3 separate regions of the Mus musculus genome follow, and all the other regions are linked to region 2. A link is a contact called in public promoter capture Hi-C data. All regions are on one chromosome and are shown on one strand. The core of a region is the stretch at or near the end of the contact, and the rest is flanking DNA. Distances in the headings are between cores, read along the strand shown. Region 1 holds the start of Idh3a (isocitrate dehydrogenase 3 (NAD+) alpha). Region 2 holds the start of Scaper (S phase cyclin A-associated protein in the ER). Region 3 holds the start of Ireb2 (iron responsive element binding protein 2).

Evidence for each region. Promoter capture Hi-C pulls out the DNA fragments that hold promoters and counts their contacts.
Region 1: a promoter capture Hi-C map of erythroid cells shows a contact between it and region 2, with 16 times the contacts expected there. The contact joins the promoter of Idh3a here to the promoter of Scaper in region 2. A contact is called at or near these places in 1 of 39 promoter capture datasets (erythroid cells) and 1 of 484 Hi-C or Micro-C datasets (CD4 T cells).
Region 3: a contact with region 2 is called in a promoter capture Hi-C map of erythroid cells, with 20 times the contacts expected there. The contact joins the promoter of Ireb2 here to the promoter of Scaper in region 2. A contact is called at or near these places in 2 of 39 promoter capture datasets (erythroid cells and pre-B cells) and 1 of 9 other capture datasets (adipose tissue).

The regions. Positions count from the first base shown.
Region 1 is chr9:54,584,644-54,589,250 of GRCm38.p6, forward strand. Idh3a (isocitrate dehydrogenase 3 (NAD+) alpha) reads left to right here and starts at 1,868. Exons shown (of 11, transcript NM_029573.2): 1 at 1,868-1,900. The coding sequence starts at 1,874.
Region 2 is chr9:55,935,682-55,940,286 of GRCm38.p6, forward strand. It overlaps Scaper (S phase cyclin A-associated protein in the ER), which reads right to left and starts at 2,438. Exons shown (of 33, transcript NM_001357652.1): 1 at 2,389-2,438.
Region 3 is chr9:54,861,758-54,866,205 of GRCm38.p6, forward strand. Ireb2 (iron responsive element binding protein 2) reads left to right here and starts at 1,998. Exons shown (of 22, transcript NM_022655.3): 1 at 1,998-2,139; 2 at 3,550-3,639. The coding sequence starts at 2,121.

The DNA.
Region 1 (4,607 bases), core at 618-3,117, 1.4 Mb before region 2:
GAATTAAAGGAAGTAATAAGTCATTTCTGTATTCCAGCTTGAGGGATTAATGGTGTGTGCTAAGGCTGAGCCACACCACAACTAGAAAATGGTTTTCCAAGTAAACAACACAGTCTTAGAGTTCACAGTGTGATCAAATATCCTGCAACAAAGTTTCTTTGTGTAGCCCTGGCTGTCCTGAAACTAGCTTTGTAGGCCAGGTTGGTCTCTAACTCAGATCCAACTGCCTCTGCCTCCTGAGAGATAGGATTAAAGGCATGGGCCATCACTGCCAGTCTGCAAACTCTGATTTGTCCTCAACATGGTTTTTGTTTTTGTTTACCACGTTGAAACATAGAAACTGGGGTAATCTAAACCTGTGTTTCCTGGCCTTAGTTACTTATATTTGGTCAGACTAAACCCCCTCTTACTCTTTTTGAAGTAAGAGTTATAGTGTGTAAATGGAGAATGTGAGTGTGGTGTGTGTGTGTGGGGGGGAGAGAGAGAGAGAGAGAGAGAGAGAGAGAGAGAGAGAGAGAGAGAGAGGGAGGGAGAGAGAGAGAGAGCGCTTGAGTGCTTGAGTGCTTCATGGCTTCATGGTAGGTATCCTTACCTTAGCTTTTGAGACAGGTCTCCCACTCACTAAACAACCTGGGGCTCATCATATCAGCTAGGCTGTCTGGCAATGGCAGCAGGATTCACCTAGCTCTGGATTTTCATTGCTGGGGTTATAGATGCTCACTCTTTCCTGACTCTTTACATGGGTACTGGGTATTGAATTCAGGTCCTCATGCTTTTGAAACAAGCACCTAACCCACTGGGCCATCTCCCCAGCCCAAGAGCTGTGTTTTCTGAATTTATTTTATGAAAACACTTACATTTGCTAAAAACTTCAGATTGTACATTTACATCAAGTACTTTTTAAAAGATTTGTCTATTTTATGTATATGAGTGTTTTGTCTGCATGTAGGTGCCTGTGCCATATTGGTATCTGGTGCCCTGTGAGGCCTGAAGAAGGTACTGGATCCTCTACATCTGGAGTTACAGACATTTGTGAGCCATCATGAGGGTGCTGGGAACTGAATCCGGGTCCTCTGCAGACTAATAAATGCTTTTTATTCAGTAAAGCTATTAAAAAAAAATAAAAATTAGCCAGATGATGGTGGAACACGCCTTTAATCCCAGAACTCGGGAGGCAGAGGCCAGATCTCTGTAGGTTTGAGGCCAGCCTGGTCTAGCGAGTGAGTTTCAGGGTAGCTGAGGCTATGCAGAAGAACCCTGTCTCAAAAAACAAAACAAAAAAATGAAAATTTAAAAAAAAATGTAAGAATCAAGTTAGGCGAGGTGGTGCATGCCTACAGTCCCTGTACCTGGGAGATAGAGGCAAGAAAAGAGGAACCCCTGGCAGTCCGGGGTTCAAACCCAGCCTCAGCTACATAATCAGTTTGAAGCTCCATGATACTGTCTTAAGAAATGAAACAAAACAAAACAATGTTTGAAAATAAGCAAGATATTTGTCCCAGTGGGACCGCAAAGTTTTAAGGGGCGCACAATCCCCCAAATAAAGAAGGCTGATTGGTCCCCTAATAGGTCGGAAACAAAAAACTCATCCAAACAGCTTTTCAATGAATGAAGCGGGAGGAAGGGGAGGAGGCTTCCGGGTCGCAGCTGGGCCCGCTCCGCGCGTCATCAAAAGATGAAGGCGGTGATTGGTCAGCTAGCGGCAGCTGTGCAGCGGGGTCCGGAGCGGGGCGGTGAGCGATCGAGAGACCCGAGCTAGGGGCGGGGCCACACGGAGCCTCGGGGCGGGGCCGTGAGGGGCGGGCTTGGGAAGAGGGCTATGCGCATGCGCCCTGGTGTTGCCGCTGTCGCCGCGGTGAGGGAAGTGGACGCGATGGCCGGGTCCGCGTGGGTGTCCAAGGTGAGCGCTACAGGGCAGCAAGCTCGAGGGCGAGCAGGGAGAGTAGGCTGTGATCCCGCCTGATGGATGGCGGAGGCGAGCGCGCGGAGGCGGCTCATGGCCCGCGGGCAGTGTTTCGGGGAATGTGGCCGGCACGCCGTGCGTGGCTAGCCCTGAGCCGGGACAGCCGCGCCGGGCGGGGACGGCGTCAAGGTCAAGGCGGCCAGTACTGCTCCGGGTGTCCCCACCAGTGTCCTCCAGGATAGGTGCACAGGCCTCCCCCGGAGCCCTTGAGGGTCACAGACAGGCCACCTAGGCCCCGCGGCCCTGTCACCTGCGGGTCTCCGGGCAGCATGCCCAGGTCGCCCCTCCCTGATCCCTCAGCCTTTGACCGGGTAAACGCTGGGCGCAAGAGGGTTTTCGAGGTGAGGGAATCCCGGGCCGTTAGGCCAGCCAGATTTTTCTCTCTCTTGGAACTCTTCCTAGTCTGATGCCTGGTGCCCTGGTAGGTATTCCTCCTTCAGAGGACGCAGGGCATCGTGCTCCTTGGAGTTATACTCTGAACGTTCAGGGAGATCGCATCATCGTCCTTTCACCTTCAGTTGTTGGGACCCAGCGATCTGGGACTCTCTAGTTCTCCCTGATAGTTCAGGTACTAGAGCTGGAAGGCGCTTCAGGTTACATATGCAGTCTTTTCGTTTCCTGGTGGAGCTGACCTGCCCTCGAAGACAAATTTGCTCAAGGTCATACAGGAGGTCATTGTCATCTTTGAGAGAAACCCGAGGTATTTTGATTTTCTGTCTCTCCGGTGGCCAAGGTCACTTAGCTAATTATGGATATAGTACTGACCAGGCCGTAGGTCATCTGATGCCGTCGTGGGTGGCTCTCTAGAAGTCTGCTATAAGCAATGCAGATTTTTAAATGAAATTTGTATTGCCCTTCTCCTTTAAAGAGAGGTTTGGAGATGCACTATTGTTTATTAATAATTCAATTTAGGGGTTCTTAATTTTAAATCCTGACAAAGCCATTGGCCAATTGTGTATCCTCTGCAAACTATTTAACATCTGCGAACCCACCTGTAAGATACATGTGCTTGTGTCACAGGTATTTCTGCATGAAAGCACCTATTCCATGTAGAAGGACATGAAAGCCTGAAGCTTTCCTAGCTATCGATGTATCTGTCTTGGCAGTGATCAAGCAGACAGTGATTCTGGGACATCAGTAACTAGGCTTTTTTGTTTGGTGACTAGAATCTACGTTGTCACTATGTTCAGACCCACTTTTGCTTGAGATGCTGTTAGGTCACATTTGGTTTTAAAGGTGTAGCAACAAGTCAGTCCTTTAATGTCTGGGCTTACACACTCTACCTGATTCATGTTGCTAGGTGTAGTCAGCCTTGGGGGACTAAATAAGGCTAAGTAGTAAAGAGCGTCCTGGAAAATTGCTTTTTCCTTTAGCCCTGTAAGAAATCCACAAGAGTTCAGAACTTATTGGCCATAGGGTCAGAAGATGCTCCCCTGGGACTTGATTGCCTGTGTGACCTTTGGCAGAGTGGCCCAGGCTTTGGTTCAGTCTCTCTCAAGGGATTAGGGCTTAAGAAGGGGCTCCCGAGGTTAACTCGTGCTGAAGTACCAAATGGTATTTGGATTTTTATAGTACTGGGCTTCCTTTCAGGCAGGGCTTTGTTTTGTTTGAAGACAGTGTCTCCACTAGTCTAGCTGACGCTATAGGTAAGGCTGACCTGATCTTCCTACTTCCACCACCTTCCAAGTTCTGGAATTAGAGTTATGAGCCACCACACCCAGTGTCCGTTAAAGTTTTATTTGTTTCTTTTTCTTTTTTTTTTTAAAAAGGGTCATTTGCAGATCATAGGTGCTTTCCCAGTGAGAAAGTGAAGGTTTTAGAGGTTTTCAAGGCTCCAAAGACAATGATGAGCCTGGCTTACTTCCTACACAGTATCTCTTGGTTTGGGTTGGAATATGAAGGTAAAAAGGAAGCGAGGAGCCACAGGGTTAAGGTGATCCAGGGCCTGAAATCAAGGTCGGGAAGGTAAGGCTAGGTCCTCTTGCCTGAAAACGCGTCTCCTTGGGAATTACAGGAGTAAAATGATTCACAAGTATAGTATAAGGTGAAAGACAGTGTGTCATGTGAACTTCTCTCTGGATGGACTTTGTCAGTGCATTATTTCAGTCCAAGAACATAGAGGAGAGATGAAAATGTGGGAAATCCCAGCTGTTAGAAGACAGCCATTGCAGGCATGGAAGCTGGGATGGGAACCCTCAGCTACAGGCAGGATTGAGGATGGCCTGGCTTGTACCAGGCACTGTAGACACAGTAGCAGACAAATCATAAATGGCTTGCATGTCTTGGGATGCTTAATTACTATTGTAGTGCTGGGCCTTAAGCCTGGTGACAGGGGTACTCTACCACTGAGCTACCTCCTCAGCACCTTTCTTTCCCTCCGTTTTTAATTGTAAGATCTAATCTCAATACATTACCCAGGTTGACCTTAAACTCACTCTGAAGACCAGTACAGCAGGCTTGAGGTTTTGTTTTGGTTTTTTTTGTTTTTTAAGACGGTTTCCCTGTGTAGCCTTGGCTGGCCTAGAACTCAGAGAATTCCCTGCTATACTACCACACCAGGCTCTCCTCTGTTCAGTATGTACACTGGCTTCCCTGGAACTTGAGAAACCATGCATTGGTTTATAAGCTCACTTGCACTCCCCGT
Region 2 (4,605 bases), core at 1,188-3,687:
ACTTGTGGGACTCAAACCCCAGTCAAGCCCTTTACCCACTGAGCTATCTCTCCAGTCCCTCTACCTTTTAGTAGGGAAATGTGGGTACAGGTCTCTCAGTGAGTTAAGCTAGCCTTGCTGACCAGGGAGCTCCCAGAGATCCTTCTACATCTGCGTTCCCAGCACTGCGATTACAGATGTGCTCCCATGTGCCTGACTTTGACATGAGTGCTGAGGAGCTGAACTCAGGAACTTAAATGCTTACACCGCACTCTACCTACTGAGAAATTCCCCTAACCCCGACATCATCCATTTCTAGTGATTCAAGAATATTTACAGGTAATCCACAAATGATTTCTGCTTTTCTTTTTAAAGTGCTTTGGGTTGGGGGAGAGGGGGTGCATGAAGATGAAAAGAAAGCATCAGAACTCCATCCCCTTATCTTTAAATCATTCCTACATAGCACTCATGAAGGTTCACTATCAAGTCAATCCTCATTGATTCTTAAGATCTATGGAGCACAATGGAAAGGGGGGAATGTGTGTAAAACAGTAACACCTTGGGAACCTAGCCACCGAAGTTATTTATAAAACATTTATATAGCAACCCTGGTTTTGACATAACACATCAGGAATTTAATCACAGTGCTATGTGCTCAATGTTTATGTCCCCTCAAAATTCATGTTGAAACCCTAGCTTTCCAAAGTATAGTATTGATAGTGTTAGGTGAATACTTTGGGAGGTAATTAAGAGTGAGGGTCTTCATAAATGGGACGATGCCCTTTTAAAAGAGGTTAAAGGAAAACCCCCATTCTTCCTCATGTAAGGGTAAAGAAGGTATCATCTATAATCAGGAAGCAGGTTATCTATCACCAAACACAGAATCAGCTACCACCTTCATCTTAGACTTCCCCAGCAGAACTGTGAGAAACCAATCACTATTTTTATACATTTTCTAGTTTAAGATAATTTTGTTATAGCAGCCTAAACAGACTAACAGGAGAGAATTTTACAAATGCAGCTCAAGGGAATGAAGAAAGAGGAAGGATGGGGCATTTGCTTAAGGGTTATGACGAACGAGAAGCAGTTCCTTGTAGAAACATTATTTCTGCTAGTTTTATGACATGGATCGTATCCAAATGATGGAAACCAAAGGAAAAAAGCCACATCACACTTTTTCCCACCAACATAATTTCCCACATGACATTTTAAAATGGCTCTTGTACTAAAGATATTTGGATGTCAATGGACATTCTCAAGTCATTTTGGTGTATTTGTTGTAAATCAATCTGCAAGCATCTTGCAGAAAGTCATGCTTAACAGGAAAAAAAATTTACCAATTCAAAGCACCTACATAGGACAGGGTGGGTTAGTGCTGTGCTTATTTTTCTATCTTAAATCAGAAATCTGCCACATTACCAGCAAGTGATCAGGCTAAGCAATCATCTCTTTGAGCCTCAAGTTTCCCATTTATAAACGTCCACAGCATCTATCTCACTCTTCTCCCATGTGATGTGGATGAAATAAATCTGTAAATTGCAGCCGGGAATTATTTTCTGTTCAGGAAGATGATTGTAGCAAATTGCTATTCCACAGACAATAACGCGACACACGTGAGAAATACAGTCCACCAGCAGCAGGAGGCAGCCCATGGGGTAGTGAGACCTCCTTAGAGGGAGCCTTTGGGACAGCAGCAGGTGCTGCTTGGGGAGCAATTTTCTGGCTGCTTTCTAACAAGCCCCAAACTCTCTGGAGTCAGTTACTGACTCTAACCTGCTTCTGTGTGCAGGACTGCAAATCTGAGCAGAGGGGAGTGCTAATAAAGTACAGAGGCAAGGACGCTGAGGTAGGAGGCTCTCAGGTGAGAGAGGCCTTCGGTTTGCACCTGAGGCCTCAAGTAAACATTTGTAAAATGGGAAGAAAAAAAATTTTTTTTTTTTTTTTTTTTTTTTTTACCTCCATGCTTCCCTGAGATAGCTAATGCCTGAATCTAGGTTCATGGAAAGTGTGGTAAAGCCCTGGAGGGAAAGATGCTGAAAGTGATTAACTGCCAAATGCAGGCAAGCAGCAGCTTCTGAGGACCCCTCACTCGTGCAGTAGGGACATTCCAGTAGGCTCGGCTACCCCCTAGAGACAGTCTTCTGCCCCGACCCTAACCCCGGCCCGGCCTGAGGTCTGTCCCAGTCCCACGACCCTCACTGCCCCGGGGCCAGCTCGACCCTCCCCACCCTGGCCCGGCCTCCTCAGTCCACCTCGCGGCTCCCCTCCCCCGGTCACACGCCCAGGTGAGGGAGGAGGTGGAAGGGTTTCCGCCGCCATCTTGTCCCCTCAGCCCCACAACACAGGTTGCCCGCGCCCCTCCTGGGCCCGTCCGGGTCGAGGCGACGCGCGCCCCTCGCGGACACTTACCCGGGAGGCTTAGCTTACTTTGGGGCGGCTCCCAGCGTCCCGGCGGGAAAGGGGCGGGGTGGGGCGGGGCGGCCGCGGAGGACCGGGCGGGGCGGATGGACGGCGCACCACGTGACGCCAGCCGAAGCCCAGCCACTCCCCCTAGGCCGTCCTGGGCCATTCGCGCAGGCGCAGCTAGGCTCACTTCTTGCGCGCTCAAGTAGAAAGGTAAGAGTTTCCTCTGTACCGACGAACGTCTTTTTCTTCAGTGCTGTTCTCTTTCTTGGACTGACGGTCTACCTCAGCTTTGTCCACACTGGCCCCTTTCTCGGATTCAGCTTTCTTCCGGCGTGTCTTACCACCACAGCCCACCGATTAAAGACCTCAAGAAATGTGTGTGACAATCTTTCACTAAAGCACCTGGGACTTAGCCAAGCGGAGCTTAGTCTCCACTTAAAGGCTTGTTTCAAATGTCGGTGCCAGGCTTGGAAGGATCCAACTACAAAAACCTAAAAGGTAGGCTTAAGCTATTTCAAAGACAACAATAAGTGCAAGATGATTATGTGTAGGTATTTAAACCACAGTTGTGAACTAAATGGAAAACAATCTATGCCCGTCACAGTACAATATCAAGGAGTATTTTCTGCAGCTTTTCGTCCAGATGACTCTGAGATTCTAACTTGGCTCACACTTCTTACAACAGGTGGGAAGCTAACGGGTCACTGACATCTGCCTCACCCTTAAGAGGGTAAGAGTTATGGAAGCAGGTGCACGCTGTATTAGAGGCTCCTTCTAGGTCCTTCCGCCTCTTGGTTTCTTAGAAAACCCATTCGTTCAGTTGTTTGACAAACAGTTATGAAGGACCTGCCACATTAGCTCTACTAGCTTGCTTAGAGTCATAAATGAACAAAATAGGTCCTCCCCCAAAAGAAATCCTGGAGGGAGGAAATGTTTGTTCTTGAGCTCGGAGGAAACACAAATAATAAAAATTGTAAGTTATATGATAAGCACTATTGGTAATAAAGTAAGTGGAGATAGGAAGAATTAGTGCAATATAAATGGCGGTCAGGGTCTTGTTTCTCTGGTTTACTATCTTCTCTTATTCTCATGAGCATTTAAACAACTTCAATCTCTTTCCACTTCAAATCTCCCAACCACCAGCCCTCACTTCAACATGTTTTCATTCCCCCTCATAGCCTGCCCTTTGTACTTTGCAATTTGCAAGATATCTCCACTACTTCAGTTCCTCTTCAGGTCTGGACTTACTGCAGTTTGGTTTCTTCCGATTCTTTTCTAAAGTCACTAGTGATTTCTTTACTGCAAATCCCCACCTGCAGTAGTTTGAATTTTTAATGTTCCCCAAAGGCCCAAATATTGAAGGCTTTGTCTCTGTGGCAGTATTACCAGAAACCAAGGCCATGGAATACAGTGTGACAATCCCAACAAACCAGTCAACAACTCTCCCCAAAACCAAATAGAAAAGATAGTGATTTGTTGCTTTTAACAAAATCTCAAACATTAGATTTTACCAATAAAGACTCATGAGCCGGATTCTGGGGTGAAAGCTTGCTAGCTAAGAGAGGCAGAGAAAGCACCCAGCTAAATGCTCTAAGGCTGACATCCCAAAAGGCAATTCTTCTCCATGCTGTCCAATATGCCCCTCAACTTGATGTCCCTCCCTTCTACTTCCTGTGCATCTATCAGTCCTCCTGACTTCTTGCTCTCTATAGTTTTGTCCTGTGTTCACTCCCTGTCAGCTGGTTACTTGCTCCACCTCCTGACCTATGGTTGACTTCATTTAATCCTGTTTACAACAAACAGAAAGCTCTTGGGTTAAAGGTGTGGGTTAGGACTGAGCCACACCACACCTAGAAACAGCTTTCCTCCAGTACAATCTTGGGGTTCACAGTGTGATCAAATATCCAGCAACAATGATTATATCCGTGCCTTCCTTATTCAGCCATCATCAGAGAGGCTTCCTCATGAAGCAGATGGGATCAAATATAGATACTAACAGCCATATAGTGTACACACACACACATGCATGCACACGCAGAGAGAGAGAGAGAGAGAGAGAGAGAGAGAGAGAGAGAGAACTTGAAACACAGCTCTAAACAAGATGTCTTTCTATCAAACCACTACATGCAGAGCCCAGGGAAACCCAAGGAAGAGGAAACAGGAGTTGGGGAAACAGAGAGAACACCAAGAGAACACGACCCTCTAAAACAACTGAGCAAA
Region 3 (4,448 bases), core at 748-3,247, 1.1 Mb before region 2:
ACCAGTGCTAAATTTCCTTCTTTCTTTCTTTCTTTCTTTCTTTCTTTCTTTCTTCTTCTTTTTTTTTTTTTTTTTTTTTTGAGACAGGGTTTTTCTGTATAGCCCTGGCTGTCCTGGAACTCACTTTGTAAACCAGGCTGTCCTCAAACTCAGAAATCCACCTGCCTCTGCCTCCTGAGTGCTGGGATTAAAGGCATGTACCACCACGCCCAGCTAGTGCTAAATTTCTTGAATTTAACTGTTGTAGTGTGGTTGTATGAGAGACTGTCCTGGGGGGATGGAGAGATTGCTTAGCAATTAAGGCCATTTGTGCTCTTGTAGAAGACTTCAGTTCAACCCCCAGAACCACAACAAACGAATTTTCAAAAGCTCAAACTAGTGAAAACCATGAGATTTGAGAGATAGGTTGGTAATTAGGATGATTCAACACCCTCTTCTGGCCTCCTTGGGCACCTGCACACACATGACATACACTAACATTGAGATACACATATAAATAAATCTTTAAAACATAAAAAGAAAAGCCCAAGTCTTGAAAGAGTGAGTAAGGGTTAGCCAACGGTGTACAGGAGTGTTGTTTCAAGAGAAGCAGAACTATTCAGTTCAGCCTCGTGAACAATGAAGTTATACGTGAGCTCTTGCTTCCATCTGAATGCATCGCAAATCCAGACTCAGTTTCTTGGTATGTGAGTTTGGTTACTGTGTCCTTCCTAGTTTGTTTCAGTTTCATGGAGATGATTTCGAGAATAGTCATGCCCTTGAGACTTTCTGAGAAGACTGTCACAGTTGTTAAGGTCAGGAAGCCAGTGGATCAAGTGGACTTCTAAACAGTAATGGAAGAGAGGAGCCAAGGATAGCGTGCTGGTATGTGCTTAGGCGGTGGCATTCGCTGGTGTAGGTGACAGACACATAAGGACTCAGTCACTGGCTTGGGTGGCAGTGGTTGTGGTGGTGGTTTTGCATAGGAGATGCCTGTGGTAACAAGCGTTAGGATATATTCCTCTAAGCTTAGGAGATGGGTTTGAGTTGTAGGTAGGCTAGAGAGCATCAGCTTATGAACGGATAGCTGGAGCCAATAGACAGATGAATGAGCCAGAGGAAATGAAATCTGGTGCAAAGCTCATGTCACGAGATAGAGTTAATGACAGTACACTTAATAGCTGGGCAGAGAAAGGCCCTGGTAGAGGAGACTGGGATGAAGCAGGCTTGGAGGCCAGGAAGTACAGAATAGTTTTGGAATTATGGAAGCTAATACAGTTTGTCTTAGCAAACATACTAAACAAACAGTTAAAGCAAGAGCTGGGGTATTAGCAAATAGTTATGCCTACCTTTATCACAGGCATTTTTGGAAGTGGAAACCAGTCTGAGAAGGGATAGGAGTGGGGAAGAAAAGGGCAAACCAGACAACTCCAAAGAGTCCGCTAACCAAAAGACAAGACAGGGAAGACATAAGGACTCTCCCTGGCGGGGCCAGAGAGAAACTTAGGACACCATCACGTTTAACTGCTCCTGGGAAGAGAAAGGTTGAAGTTATAGGAAAGTATGGACATTTTAATTCATTCAATTAGTCGATTGCCTATGTGTCCCATTAACCCGGCCTTGTTCTCTTGAGAATGCACGAGTGGGCGCCTCATTACATCACGGCTTAACACAAGGCTTTACCATGCAGGGAGAACTTGAGTCCCAATCCTGGCTCTTTCCTACAAGACAGTCCTGCAGACATCGCGGGACCTCAAAACCTCACGGTATACTTTTGGGCCCACAAGAAAGTAACGGAACCTATGGCGTCCCGTTGTCAAAGTTACTAACCTCCCAGGGTTCCGCCCCCCCACCTCCAGCTCTGGAGAACAACAGAGGCTGCGCAGAGACCCGCCTACCCGCTGGCTCCGCCCCGCTCTTTCTTTGTTTCGCCGGTCCGAGGATCTCGCGAGAGTTAGCCGGCAAATCCCGCGAGCGCGGACCCCGGGCCAGCTCTGCGGCTCTCGCGGTGCCTGCGCGAGACTGCTTCCTTCCTCCTTTCCCCTGCCCGTCCGCCCGTCTTCCTCCCTCTCTTCCCGGCCTGGCCTCCCCCTCCTTCCCCCGCTGGCCCCCTCCCCGCAGGGATAATATGGTCTCCGGCGATGGACTCCCCAAGTGCAGGTCAGTTCCCGGCCGCCGCCTTAGCGTTGGCGGCTGGTGGCGTGCGCTGCTGTACATCCGTGGCCCTCGCTGTGCTCTGCTTACGGTCACCCGGGGGGGCGGTCGGGCCCTCAGGGCTTGGTCGTTCTCTCCCCTCGGGGCGGAGGCCGCGAAGGCCGGGCGTCCCCGCCCGCGCGTCCCGCTCTTCAGCGGAGCGCTAATTCCGCCCCTGGCCGGGGCCCGCTGCTTGTTGGCTGCAGCCTCCAGGCCCCCAGGAGGAACTGCTGGGGCAGGGACAAGCCCACGTCTTTCTCTGCCCGCCCCCCTTTTGTGAGCATTGAGTGTCGGAAGACCTGGCTCCCTTGTTTGGCTTTCACTCTGCTGGCTGATCCTTCTACCCAGCATCCTGGGATCTCCCTTTCTTTGCTCCTGGAAGTGGAGGGGCTGTCGAGGCTGAACGTTAGCCGGTTCCCAGATCATTTGTTGCAGTCTCCTCCCCCATCCACCTCCCTCCACAAAAGAAAAACACTGTTCTTTCTGAATGGACTGTGCTTGTCTTTTCTGGTTTTGGAAGAAGATCTTAGAGCAATGTTTAAGGGTCTCACCCATCCAAGTAATGAGGCCGCATAATGAATTTTTATCTACCTCACCCTTTCTCACAACACTGAGAGTGGGGGCATATTCAATTAGTGCATAACCATTAAGGGTATATCTCTTAGTAGAATCTAATGTGCCAGTTTACCTAGATATTTTGATGGTCACTTTAAAAATCATCTTTAGTGTTCTGTTGTTGGATTTTTAATTGCCTTTTGAACCTCTAACAATGGTTTTGTCAAAGCATTATCTCTGTACTTAAGCATGTTCAGGGCACGATTTCTGAATGCTTGTACATCATTTAAACCATTCTTATGGTCTCTTTGCAGACATTTAACATTTCTAAGATTGAAAAGCCATTGGGTGGGTAATGCTGTAATCCCAGCATTCAGGAGACAGAATGGGCGATTATTGCCTCTACTTGCAGGCTCTCCTGGGTTGCCCAGTGAGGTTAAGTCCACTCTGGGATACAGTGACAACACCCTGTGTCAACAGGCAAGGTAGAAAGCTGTCTGTCTCACTAGTTTCTGTTTGACAAGAGTCGAGGTTTAGAATTGTCCCCTTGCAGTCCCGTGGAGACGAGTCTTGTGTCTGTGGTATGGGACAGTCAGCACCTCCATCACTGCCTCCATGGTTCAAGGTGGCCCTCGTAGCTGCCCCGCAGGGTAATGCAAATGTGCAATATTCCCATCAGCTTTCCATCACACACAGAGTTCTGCTGAGCAAAAGTTTGGGTGTTTTCTCTTTGAATAAGGTTCTTGGTAACTGTAGTTAATGTACTTAATGTATTTGATGGAATGTATTTAATGAAAGGCATTTGTTCTTTTTCTTCTCCAGGATACACCTTTGAGTACCTTATTGAAACATTAAATGGCAATTCACAGAAGAAGTTCTTCAATGTACCTAAACTTGGCGGCACCAAGTATGGTAATGTTGCTTTACGTTTTTCGTGGGCTTAGTTTCTAGTAGTTACAGTGCATTGGTCAAGGTGAGCAGAAGACATTTTATAAAACTTCCTTTGGGACTTTTGGTTGAGAACAATAGAAACCATACCTCGATTTCTTCTTTAAACTTTTAGTTAATTAGATGCTGCCTCTCCTCCCCTCCCCCCAGAAGCTAATCTTATTTTTAAAAGAGAACATCATAATCTATAGTGACTGAATGTGTGTGTTAACTTTTTCAATGGTCAGTGCCTCTGGTTATTGTTTTGTTTTTGTTTTTTTCAGGACAGGGTTTCTCTGTAGAATGTGACTGTCCTGTCATCCACTCTGTAGACCAGGCTGGTCTCATACTCAAAGATCTATCTGTTATTGCCTTCCAAGTGCTAAGATCAAAGGCAGGGACCGCTACTGCTTAGAGCCTCTGATTATTCTTTAAAAATATTTATCATCTTTAAATAGAATCATCAACTGAGCCCACTGGTTCAAATTGTTCTTCACTGCTAGGCTTGATTCTCTGACACTTTGGTAAACGTTTTCACATTCCTCATCGGGGTCAAACCTTTCATCGCATTCTCAGAAAAATGAACGTGCTTAACCTGGCCATTGGATGGATGGAGTCTTAACTTTGATTTTCAGTTGTCTTTTGTTTTGAGACATGGTCTCCTAAGTGGCCCAGGGTGGCCTTGAACTGTCATTTCTGTCTCAGTGCTGCAGTGGGAAGAAGGTCCCACTAAGCACAGCTTTTGATTTAGTTGACAGTTGAGCAATTTTTCTAACAAGACCAAAGAATAGAAA